Linked DNA regions of Mus musculus: region 1 is linked to region 2. A link is a contact called in public HiChIP or PLAC-seq data. All regions are on one chromosome and are shown on one strand. The core of a region is the stretch at or near the end of the contact, and the rest is flanking DNA. Distances in the headings are between cores, read along the strand shown.

The links. HiChIP or PLAC-seq counts read pairs in DNA pulled down with a chosen protein or histone mark.
Region 1: a contact with region 2 is called in a FOXA1 HiChIP or PLAC-seq map of pancreatic cancer cells. The contact joins two enhancer-like sites. A contact is called at or near these places in 1 of 39 promoter capture datasets (cranial neural crest) and 1 of 115 datasets of contacts at active chromatin or transcription factors (pancreatic cancer cells).

The regions. Positions count from the first base shown.
Region 1 is chr2:5,731,960-5,737,618 of GRCm38.p6, forward strand. All of the region lies in intron 1 of Gm29857 (a long non-coding RNA gene), which reads left to right. Among named protein-coding and RNA genes, the nearest start is that of Gm29857, 6.8 kb to the left of the region's middle. Within about 2 kb of position 1,957, at least 23 of the 459 cell types and tissues checked have an H3K27ac peak or open chromatin away from gene starts, as enhancers often do. A contact at or near this core is called in pancreatic cancer cells, where this site is marked.
Region 2 is chr2:5,266,671-5,271,994 of GRCm38.p6, forward strand. No RefSeq gene overlaps it. Among named protein-coding and RNA genes, the nearest start is that of Gm23118, 9.2 kb to the left of the region's middle. Within about 2 kb of position 1,496, at least 7 of the 459 cell types and tissues checked have an H3K27ac peak or open chromatin away from gene starts, as enhancers often do. A contact at or near this core is called in pancreatic cancer cells, where this site is marked.

The DNA.
Region 1 (5,659 bases), core at 707-3,206, 470 kb after region 2:
CGGCCCTCATCCCTTTGTGCGTGCTTGCATGTGCTTACCCAACGGAGTGTGTGTGCAGGCAAGTGCACACAGAGGCCAAGGGTGAGTGCCAGGTGCTTTCTCGGTCTTCTCCATCTTTTCTTTTGAGACAAGATCTCACTCTGAACCTGAAGCTTTCCAATTCTGCCAGAAGGCTGGTCAGGAAGCCCCAGGGCCCTGCCTCGCTCTGTTTCCTAACTCAAGGGCTACAGGTGTTACTATGCCACACCTTTTCCATGGCTTCTGAAGAGCCAAACTCAGGCCCTCCAGCTTCTGCGGCAGGTGCTTTATCCACTGAGCCACACACCCCCTCCAGCCTCCCTTGTCACCTTTTAAAGACACATTACCAGAGTCTTGATGGCAAACATTGTAAAATTTCAAGCAAACACTCCATGAGTTTAATTGACCCTCAGAGCACACAGGTGCCGTTTGTTCTGTTGCGAGTAATAGAACAGCAGAAGGTCTCCAGAGAGGAAGGTAGGGAATGGGGAGCCTCTTCCCCAAGGCTCTGTGGCCTTGGACAAGTCAAAGAATTCCCTCCAAGCTGATGTCCTTATCCAGAAAATGAACGTGTTAGCGTTCTCTCCGCAGATGGGGTGTTTTAAGGCCATCAGGCAAGGATCAACTGCCAAGCATCTGACATGGAGAAGCCAATCTGCCGCCTATCATAATTCCATGGCTTTCTCGTCTGAAACACTGAGTCTTTGGGGGCATCGCGACACTATAAAAAAGCATGCTTGGCTTCTTTAAATGTTCTGATTACAACTCCTCTAAAACGCTGCAGAGACACACACCGGAAGCTGGCACCCCAGCTTTGGTGACTGTGGGTAACCCAAGTTTACTAAATCAACCCCTGGTTTAAAACAGACATGCATACACACACACACACATACACACATATACACACACCACTTATGCTTATGTTAATGACAGAACTTTTGCTAAACTACTTCAGATTAGAAGAAATATTTAGTGTAAGGACTCTATTACAAGGCCACATTAAATGAAAAACTAAAGCCAGAACCAGTTTAACACTGATCAACTTTACAAAATAATGCAAGTGAATAGGACCCTCTGCCCATTTTTTTGCAGTATGTTTTTGTTTATAAGCAATATGTATTTTGATTGAGTCCTTGGTTATCTTTACAAAGTAACCATTTCCCTCAGCTCAAGCATACTGTGCAGATTCTCCTTATCAGGCATTTCCTGGGAAAGAGAAAATTGGGGGAGGGACACACACACAAATTTTCCATAATCCTAAACTTACCTTCTAGCTTGGGACACAGTCAATGAACACATCTGTTACTGTACCACTTTACCAGAACAAAAAAACAAAGGCTTTAACTTTCAAATTACACAACCACAAAGATCAGTTGGTAGGGTTTAATGTGTGTGACAAATCAAGAGGAAGACAATTTGGCCAACCCAGGCCAGTTGAAAATAAGAGCTGGGATTTGAACCTAAGTTACATTGTAGGTCTAATTTGGCAACAACAAGATGAGTGATTAAGATCAAAGACAGCCTGCCAAGCTGGATGAAATATTTGTTTAGTTTTCTTAAAAGCATCAAAGCCATAATGAGATAGTGAAGAAACACCAGCCAAAGTCAAGAAGACAAAGCAGAAGCAAGTTATTCCTGCTTGAGGACCTTCCAGCCTAAGGCATCAGTCAAGCCCAAAGAAAAGCAAGTTGGAGACGAGCTCTTCATTTGATAAGGGAATAAAAACTCCAACGCCAGGAACAAAGACCAGGGTCAAACCACTGCAAACTTTAAGTCAGGTCCTCTGAGTTCAGAGACATTTATTTTACATTCATTTTTAAAGACACTCCCCACCCAGACCTGGCAATGAATCAGCTCCTGGACTACCACAGGAATTCAGCTGTTAATTCATGAGTGAATGATTCAGAAGACAAAGAGAGGCAACTCTATGAAGTATCTGTCAGGAACATTGACTACCAGGAAGGTCTCCCAGACAAGGGATCGGCAGTTGAGGAATTACCTCTTGACCTACAAGTACAAAGCAGAGCACAAACTAGAAATAGTCTGTGGTGGTTTGTACATGCTTGGCCCAGGGAGTGGCTCTAGTCTGTGGTGGTTTGTATATGCTTGGCCCAGGGAGTGGCTCTAGTTTGTGGTGGTTTGTACATGCTTGGCTCAGGGAGTGGCTCTAGTTTGTGGTGGTTTGTATATGCTTGGCCCAGGGAGTGGCTCTAGTTTGTGGTGGTTTGTACATGCTTGGCCCAGGGAGTGGCTCTAGTCTGTGGTGGTTTGTATATGCTTGGCCCGGGGAGTGGCTCTAGTCTGTGGTGGTTTGTATATGCTTGGCCCGGGGAGTGGCTCTAGTCTGTGGTGGTTTGTATATGCTTGGCCCAGGGAGTGAGTCTGTTAGGAGGCGTGGCCTTGTTGGAGTAGGTGTAACCTTGTTGGAGGAAGTGTGTCACTGTGGGCATAGGCTTTGAGACCCTCAAATGAAGATGTAGAGCTCTCTGCTCCTCCTGGACCATGCCTGCCTGGATGCTGCTGTGCTCCCACGGTAATAGACTGGCCATGTTTAGTCTACTACTTTCTCTCCCTGCTCTGGATTGTACCCTCCCCAGTATCTACAATAAAAACTTTGTCAACCATACCTCAGAGTGGTCATGTCCTCACTTGATACTTTAGTTCTGAAACCCCCACTTTTATACAGGACTAAGAGTTCAAAAAATGAGTTAGCCAGATATTCTCATTCAAACCAGCACAAGAGGCTGACTCCTAGTAAACAGAAAAACTCATAATTTCTTTAATTCCCCCCCATGATACATTATTTGTGGCAGTATCTAAAACTACAAAAAAAAATATTGTCAAAGGGATCTGGGGCTTAACTCATTGGCAGAATATTTGCTTGGCATATTCAAGGCCATAGGTTCAATCCTTAACACTTCCCCCCAAATTAATTTAGGATGCAAATAGACTTACATGAAACATACGATTTTATACAAAACTAATGTAAGACTCTGATGAGCCTTAACTAGCAGGGACCCCCCCCCCCCCCCAAGTGAACAACAGAGAGCCAGGGATCAATGCAAAGGCAAAAGGAATTTATTGTTCCAGTGCACTGGGGTTGCCCTGTACCTGAAAGAGGCGACCACCCTGGGTGGCCCATTTGGAGAGGGTTTTTATACAGTTTCCAGGGGCGGCAGAGAACATCAGCAACTAGGCACAATATGACTGGCAGAACAGAGCACCCTTTAAACTGATTGGTCTTTAGTAAATGAGGTAATCAGCCTTTCCCTTCCGGCCTACATGCTCTCTGACCTGTCTCTTCCAGGAGGGGAGGGGTGGAATTTTTCAAAGGTCCTGAGCTGACCTCTTCAGTGCTAAGATGTCCCCTTAAGGACAGGCCTAGGTTAAAGTAAGCTTATTGGGGGAAGGGAAGGGGACCTGCAAGGGGGGGCCCAATGGTAGTAGGCATAGTAGGCTTATAAGGTGAATGAATAGATGAACTAGAGAATCCGGTGAGCAAGAGGGAGTTCAGATAGGAGAGAGGTGAGAAGGAATGGGATCCAAGTGGGCTTTGAAATGTATAAAAGTTCTTGTGATACTCTGGGAGCCTGGAGGCCAACCTCTGCTTTGATATGCTGATAGGCACTTCAGGTAGCCATAGGTCCTTTCTGTCAGAAGTAAGGGAAATAACTTCTTTTGGAAAATGAGAACCAGTTTTCACAAGTTCTGCAGGAACTCTGGCTTTTATTGAACTGCCAGAAATCCAGGTTGAGTCCAGGGTGAGTTCATTTCTGGATATTTGGAGTACCTTTTGGAGTTTGGGGAACTGGGGTTTCCTTCAGACAAAACAGCGAGTAGCTCCAGACAACCCCTGGTTTATTTTGATAGTTTTTCCCCCAGAAGCCTATGCACAGGGCAGGGGACTGCTGCCTCAGGCCACCAGGGATGCTCTCAGGGTCCCACTACACCTTTCCTCTCTGCTCCTCCACCTGAGTCCACCCTAATCAGAGGCTGAGGAAGTGGAGTTTGTATAGCAGATCTTGTCCTAGCTCTGGCCTTGCAGTTGCTGAAGGGCCAGGCAGCAGTTCTCAAAGCCACTCTGGGAGCAAGCCAGCTCAACAAACAAGCTAATTAGCATTCAAAATGAAGCCATTTAAAGTAGCTTTATAGCCAATCGGAGCTGACAGCAGAAGGACCCCACAGGCAGTCACTGACAAGCCCTGGTTCTCTTTCTCTCCTTTCTATAACACCTACCATATCATACTGTGCTTGTGACTTCAGGAGCTTAGAAGAGCACTCTTATTCTGAACACGAAATGGCACATAGGAGTGATTCCTTCCATACTGTGCTAGCCTTCACAGTTTCTAAACAGCATTCACAGTGTGGAAAGCCTGCAGCTCTGGAACAGTACACAGAGGCTTCTAGAGGACTTGTGAATTCCAGTGGAGTGAAATACTCTCCATTCAAGCAGTCGTGTAAACTTCTCCTGACCTTCCTGGTTGCAGCCTACAGAGGACTCCAAATTGTCAGTGCATTCAAAACTGATGAGAGGAGAATCATGTCACACAGGCTGCCACCGGTCATGTGACTTTGCTGCTCCATCAGTTGGGCACAGAGTTAAGTTACCAATTTGTCTATCTACAACTTTGATCAACCCTCTGCTCTTGTGACTAGGAGCAGATATTTAGAGACTGTCAGGGAGTTGGCTATAGCAATGGAAAAGATCAAAACTCACTGGCACAGACCTGTCTCTACCTGTTCTTCATAGGCAGAGGACAAGGCAGGAAGGTTGGCTGGAACCATGGAATTGCTGTTCATGTTTAGCAATTCTGTAATTCTTATAGCAACCAGAATGGCAGGAAATTCTAAACATGTGATCCATGAGCCCAGTAGAGTCTCCAGATGTAACTTATGCAGCCACAGAAGGTGTTGTCTTAAGTAGAAAATGTTTAAAATATAGATTTTTTAAAGGGGTTGGTTCAGTAACTCAGAACACTTGTTGCTTTTGCAGAAAATCAGGTTCAATTCCAGTACCCACAAGGCAGCTCACAACTCCCTAAGACAAGTCTGCGGGGAGGGGAGGAGTTAAAGAGGAATGACTCCTGTGTGAATGCTTGGCCCATAGGCAGTGGCACTATTAGGAGGTGTGGCCTTGTTGGGGTAGGTGTGGCTTTATTGGTGTCACTAGGGAGAGGGCTTTGAGGTTTCATATGGTCAAGCCATGGCCAGTGTCGCTCACAGTCATTTCTACTGCCTGCAGATCAAGAGGAAGAAGGCTCAGATCCGTCTTTAGTACTATGACCGTCTGCATGAGGCAATGTTTCCTACCATGACAATAATAGACGAAACTGTAAGTCAGGCCCAAGGAAATGTTTTCCTTTATAAGATTAGCTGTGGCAATGGTGTCTCTCACAGCAATAGAAACCCTAACTAAGACAGTGGGCTTGATACCCTCTTCAGCCTCCTAGGAAACCTGGTCACATGTGATACACGTATACACATGCAGGCAAAATATCTATATACATGTATACACATGCAGGCAAAATATCTATATATACGTATATACATGCAGGCAAAATATCTATATACATAAAGTACTAAAACTGTTTTTAAAAAATGGTAGTGTAGATTTTATACCAAACAGTAGACCCCTGCCTTG
Region 2 (5,324 bases), core at 246-2,745:
ATTTACAATGGTTTAGGAAGGAGATGGAGCTGTGGTTTTGGAATATTGCATTATTCATAAGGTGGTTAGCTAGAGCAGAACTCCCTAATTAGAGCCACGACTTTGGTGTGAAAGCCCTTGCCCTAGGAGTGTAAAGATATCACACCTGGCTTCTAAGACTATAGCTGACCTTAGATAGAGCTGACTTTGTCTCAGTTGTTTTATTGCCCAGTTCCTGCCAGTCTTTGTGTTTACATTCCTCTGTTTTGTGTAAGAGTCATTAAGCATCCGGTAACCTCATTTGTACCTTGCCAATGTGTCACCTAACTTCCCTATTTTCTTCTGTATAAAAAGTCTGATGCTCAATTTGACAAATTACATTCAGATTCTACACAATCTCGCGTGTTGGTCTGCCTGTCATTCGCCGACTCCTTGCCCATCTGCACCCAGAGACCCGTTCCATGCAGACAAAGGGACCCAGAGGGTCTGCAGCACTTCCAAAAGAGTTGACTTGGTCCAGACTGTCAGCATTCCTTGTAGGCTTTGCCCCACAGTTACCTGGCAACAGTCAGGTATGCCTGAGTCACTATAAAAGGGGCTGTTTGCCCCCTCCTCACTCTCTTACTCTTACCCTCTTACTCTCTTATTCTCTGTCCCTTCTCTTCCCTATTCCCCTCCCTTCCAAATGTTCTTGACTGGCCTCTCCCCTCTCTCTCTCTCTCTCTCTCTCTCTCTTGTTTTTTTTTTTTTTTTTTTTTTTTTTTGGTTTTTCGAGACAGGGTTTCTCTGTGTAGCTCTGGCTGTCCTGGAACTCACTTTGTAGACCAGGCTGGTCTCAAACTCAGAAATCCACCTGCCTCTGCCTCCCGAGTGCTGGGATTAAAGGCGTGAGCCACCACACCCGGCTCCTCTCTCTCTTTAACTCTATCTTGACTCCCTCTTCAACTCTCCTTCTATGCCCTAAATAAACTCTATTCTATACCATATATACTATATTGCTGGTACCTGGGGGGGGGGGATGTCTCAGCATGGTCCTACAAAGGCACCCCTTCCACCTCACCATACCATGCCTCTACCAAACATATCCTGATTCTTTTTTATAAAACACAATACTGACACAAGGATGCAATGCTGGGAGCCAAGAAGTCTTAGCTTCCATGTCCTTTCTAGCTACTCCCTGCAGGTCAGGCTAAGATAACCAAGGATCTTGGTTAAGAGGAAGCAAGGGGAAGTTGTTGCTTATACTAAATGGAGACATTTCCCTAGTCACTTCCTAAAGCAATTCCAAGCAAGTCAGTGCCAGTGGGGTCCTTGGGAAGATGTTCTTAAGGATACCAGGCATGAATTTACAGCTACCTTAGAAACAGTTTCAAAAGCATTTCATCCCCCTTGGGAATAAAAAGGGCTGTACATATTTATAAGCAAGTGTTGGGGCAACCCCCACAGCTTTAACCAGACTTCTGCAGCTTCTCTGACCCAGAGCTTTTTCTGCTACTATGTAGGGCAGTGGTTCCCAGCCTGTGGGTTACAACTATTTGGCAAACCTCCATCTCCAAATGTTTACATTATGATTTACAACAGTAGCAAACTTAGTTAGGAAGTAGTAATAAAATAATTTTATGGTTGGAGGTCACCATAACATGTGGACCGGTATTAAAGGATCACAGAATTAGGACCGTTAAGAACCACTGATGCAGGGGATTTCTGTAAAGAGAGACCCCTGTAGAGAGCAGGCTGATCTCCCCCCTCCCCCACACGTTTGAAACATCAGAATGTGTAAATTTCTTTCAGCTTCTTCACATTTGTGGTGGGGGGGCCAAAGATCGACATCAAATCACAGAAGGATGACTCCCTCAGTCAAATTGAGTGGAAGGAGCCCTAGTCGACCAAAGAGAAAGCACTGGCTGTTCCCTGTGGCTCTTGGATCTTAACCTTGTCTGTGCAGGATGAAGTTGGAACAAATCCTTCCCAGTACTCTTGATCTGCAAAAGAACAGATCACAGAAAAAAATTTCCCTTCACTACGCTAGTATGGTGTGTACCAACAGCTCACAGAAGTGAACATGCTTCACCCCACAACACCTGCATGTAACCATCTCTTGAGTCAGATTGGCAGGTGGTCTTTCAGTAGAGAGCCTGGTCATTTCTAGAGTTTCCTCCTCCCTGCAGGGGGCACTGTGGTGCCCATGATCCCTGATTCTCTAACTCCCTTCCATGGAAGAAAGAATTGATAAATGCTCTTATTTGGCTGGAACGAACTTTGAAGTGTTATTGGTTCAATAGCTCAGCTCCAGATAATTGACTACAACACATGGTTCCTGTGTTTTTCGTAGCTCACTGCCACCTGCCTTTATTCTACACCTGATGGTTCTGGCAGCAAATGGCCATGGGCTGATGAACACTCTTGTTCCTGTGGAAGACGCATACATGCCACCCTGGGTCTTTGGTGTTAGAATATGTAGCCACCAGCGACCATGGGTTACTAGATTCCTGAAAGGAAAGATGGGGTTTTGGATGGGGAAGGCTGTGAGAGAAATAATGAGCCAAGACAAAGTTCTGATCAAGGCCAATGTTTACTTATGAGTCTAAGCTTATAAGGGGGGGGGGGGGGACGACCCATTCCCCACCATGCCAGGATCTCTTTGCTTTGACAGGATAGTGTCAGGAGAATAGGTTCAGTCTCTCAGCGGGTAGTGGTGTCTTAGAAGAAACCACAGATGTGGCAGACAAAAGACTTTAGCTAGGTCAGAAGACTCCACCCTAGGTGGGCTAGCAACTGTAGCAAGCCAGGTCTGAGCCAGCCTGCTCAAGGCTAGGGGAAGGGCACAGTTCCTCCCTTTTTATTTATTAAAAATAGCTGGACTGGGGCATACAATTTACCTATGCTCCATGGTCCTGCCTGGGAATTATGGTGGCTGGTAACTGCACCTGTCTTAGGACTGAATCTAATTGGACTTTTTTTGACCTGTCTTGGAGAACACATGCAGCTTGTTGTGTTTATTTGCACAAACATGGCATTTTAGTGTTTATTAAGAAAAAACACAGCCTTTGGCACATGCCTCTGTCTTAGGTTGAAATAAAAGCCATAGACCAGTGGCATGTCTTTGGCTGCCGGTCCTCATTGTACACCTTTCCCATTCAGACCAAAGCCACAATATGCACTCAATGTATTTCTTCATAGCAATGAATTACTGCCATCTGCACTTTGCTGAGGGCAAGCCTGTATGAAGGTAACCATCTACTTGAACACACAAACTCAAAGTTGAAAGCTACAGTATTAAGGTTTTTTGTGTCCCAGGCACTCAATTCAAATTAAAGCTAATTGCAAATTAGCAATGATCAGGCTCAAGTCTGGCCTCCGGGAGTGGGGGAGGTGGCTTTAAGAATAAACAGAAAAACTGTTACTTCTCATGTAAATTGTGGAGGCTATGCTCCAAGTTAACTCTGCTGGCTAATAAAGATTTTTAGCTATCTTCATAATAAGAATCTCCAATATTGGATTTATTTCTAGACAGTCCATAATTGAGTCAGCATAACTGGTCACACTAAAGGAAATACAAGAGTCATTATAACTCCTCCTTTTGATTAATTTTTCTAATCAGTTTCCACAGTCAATATGTTCTCTGTCCCACAAGGTTAAAAAGCTTGAAGCGAGGCAGCTTAACTTGTCTAATCTGGGACATAGGCAAGCAAAGGTGGGTCAAGAACATATACCCAACACAGCTTTTCTATCCCATTGTCAGGGAACTCAGCAAGATCACAGGTCAGCATGTCACACGAATCATTCTGGCAGCTAGCAAGTTCCTGCAGTATTCTGTGGACAAAACACAAACGTGCCCTCTTCCCCATATTAAATATCTGGTCAGGATCATGCCATATGCCAATAAGTGGATCCTTTCATCTTACCTAGGCATGAGTATGCCTAGTTATAGGATACTATAAGGCACTCAGCAAGGAGTTCTTTGGCATCCAAATTTAAAAAATTTTAAAATAGAAAGTGTCATATAAATAATGTGTATGGGAATATAATTCTCCTTTTTTTGTTGTTGTTTTTTAAGAAGATATTGTTTTTAAAGTTCCACAATACCTTGTCCTTGAGAATTATAAAAAAAATCCCAGTAGCATGGGTAACATTAAATTGTTGACAAAACATCTCAAATGCTTGACTGTAATAGCCAGTTCCATTATCTGTTTTAATCTGATTTGGAACACCAAGCATAAAAAAAATTAACATAGGCAATGACTAATTACAGTTTTAGTTGCTTCTCTTGTTAGAGCAGTTGCAACTAGAAAGCCTGAAAAGGTATCAATAGTCACATGTGCATATTTTATTTTTCTAAAATCAGAAAAGAGTATCCATTTGCAATAATTGATTAAGTATAAGTCCTGGAGAATTAACACCATTATGTGGAACAGGTAGAAAGTGAGGACACTGAGAACAACTCTTTACAATCTGACATGCACATTCTCTAAAAATATTAAATTATTATCTCAAGCCATTACTATTTTGATGATGTAAAGAATGAGATTATATGGCCAATTATCCTTGTGTATGACCTATAATCTGCATGGGATATAAATCTAGGGTGGCATTGCCTTAAGAGGTCTTGTCCAGGCAATATAGAATGAGTTCTTAAATATCCAAAGCAGTCCTTTAAAGGAACAGTATTTTTTCTTAACTTGAGTTGTATACGCACAAACAATTGCAATTTTGAGAATTAGAATCTAAAAAAGGAACAATTTCAAGCAATTGTAAGCCTATATGTGTGTGTGTGTGTGTGTGTGTGTGTGTATACATAGTCTATTAGTATACAAATTAAACCTTGATTTTTCAACATTTCAAAACACTGGCTATGGCATACAATTTAATTATCTGTGCTGAAGCATGAAGAAACTCAAAAGAATAAACATGTGATCCAATCACATATACTTCTCTCCCTTAGAAGGGATGTTTATAAATACAGTAGATGTATTCTTTATGGGATTCATGCATGCATAAATTTACAGAAAATACAAAAGCATGCACAGAAGCAATTTTTAACAACTTATCTTTTGGATAATGATTATCAATTTTATGTAAAAAGTTTGCTATGCAATAGGCCAAATATTAATATTCTGCAATAACCAATTTAATTGCTGCTCAAAACAAGGAACAGACATCTGTTTTTAAGGTTTTTAAGACTCTTTTTTCTAAAATACCTTCATGATTTTATCTTACAATTCTTTATTAACACCACAACAGCTTCATAATAGGATGTTAAAAGTTTACTTGGAGATGAAGAAAGATGAATCCACATTAATGCTCTCTTTTGCCAAAGAATTGCTGTGGGTACATTGAGTAACAAT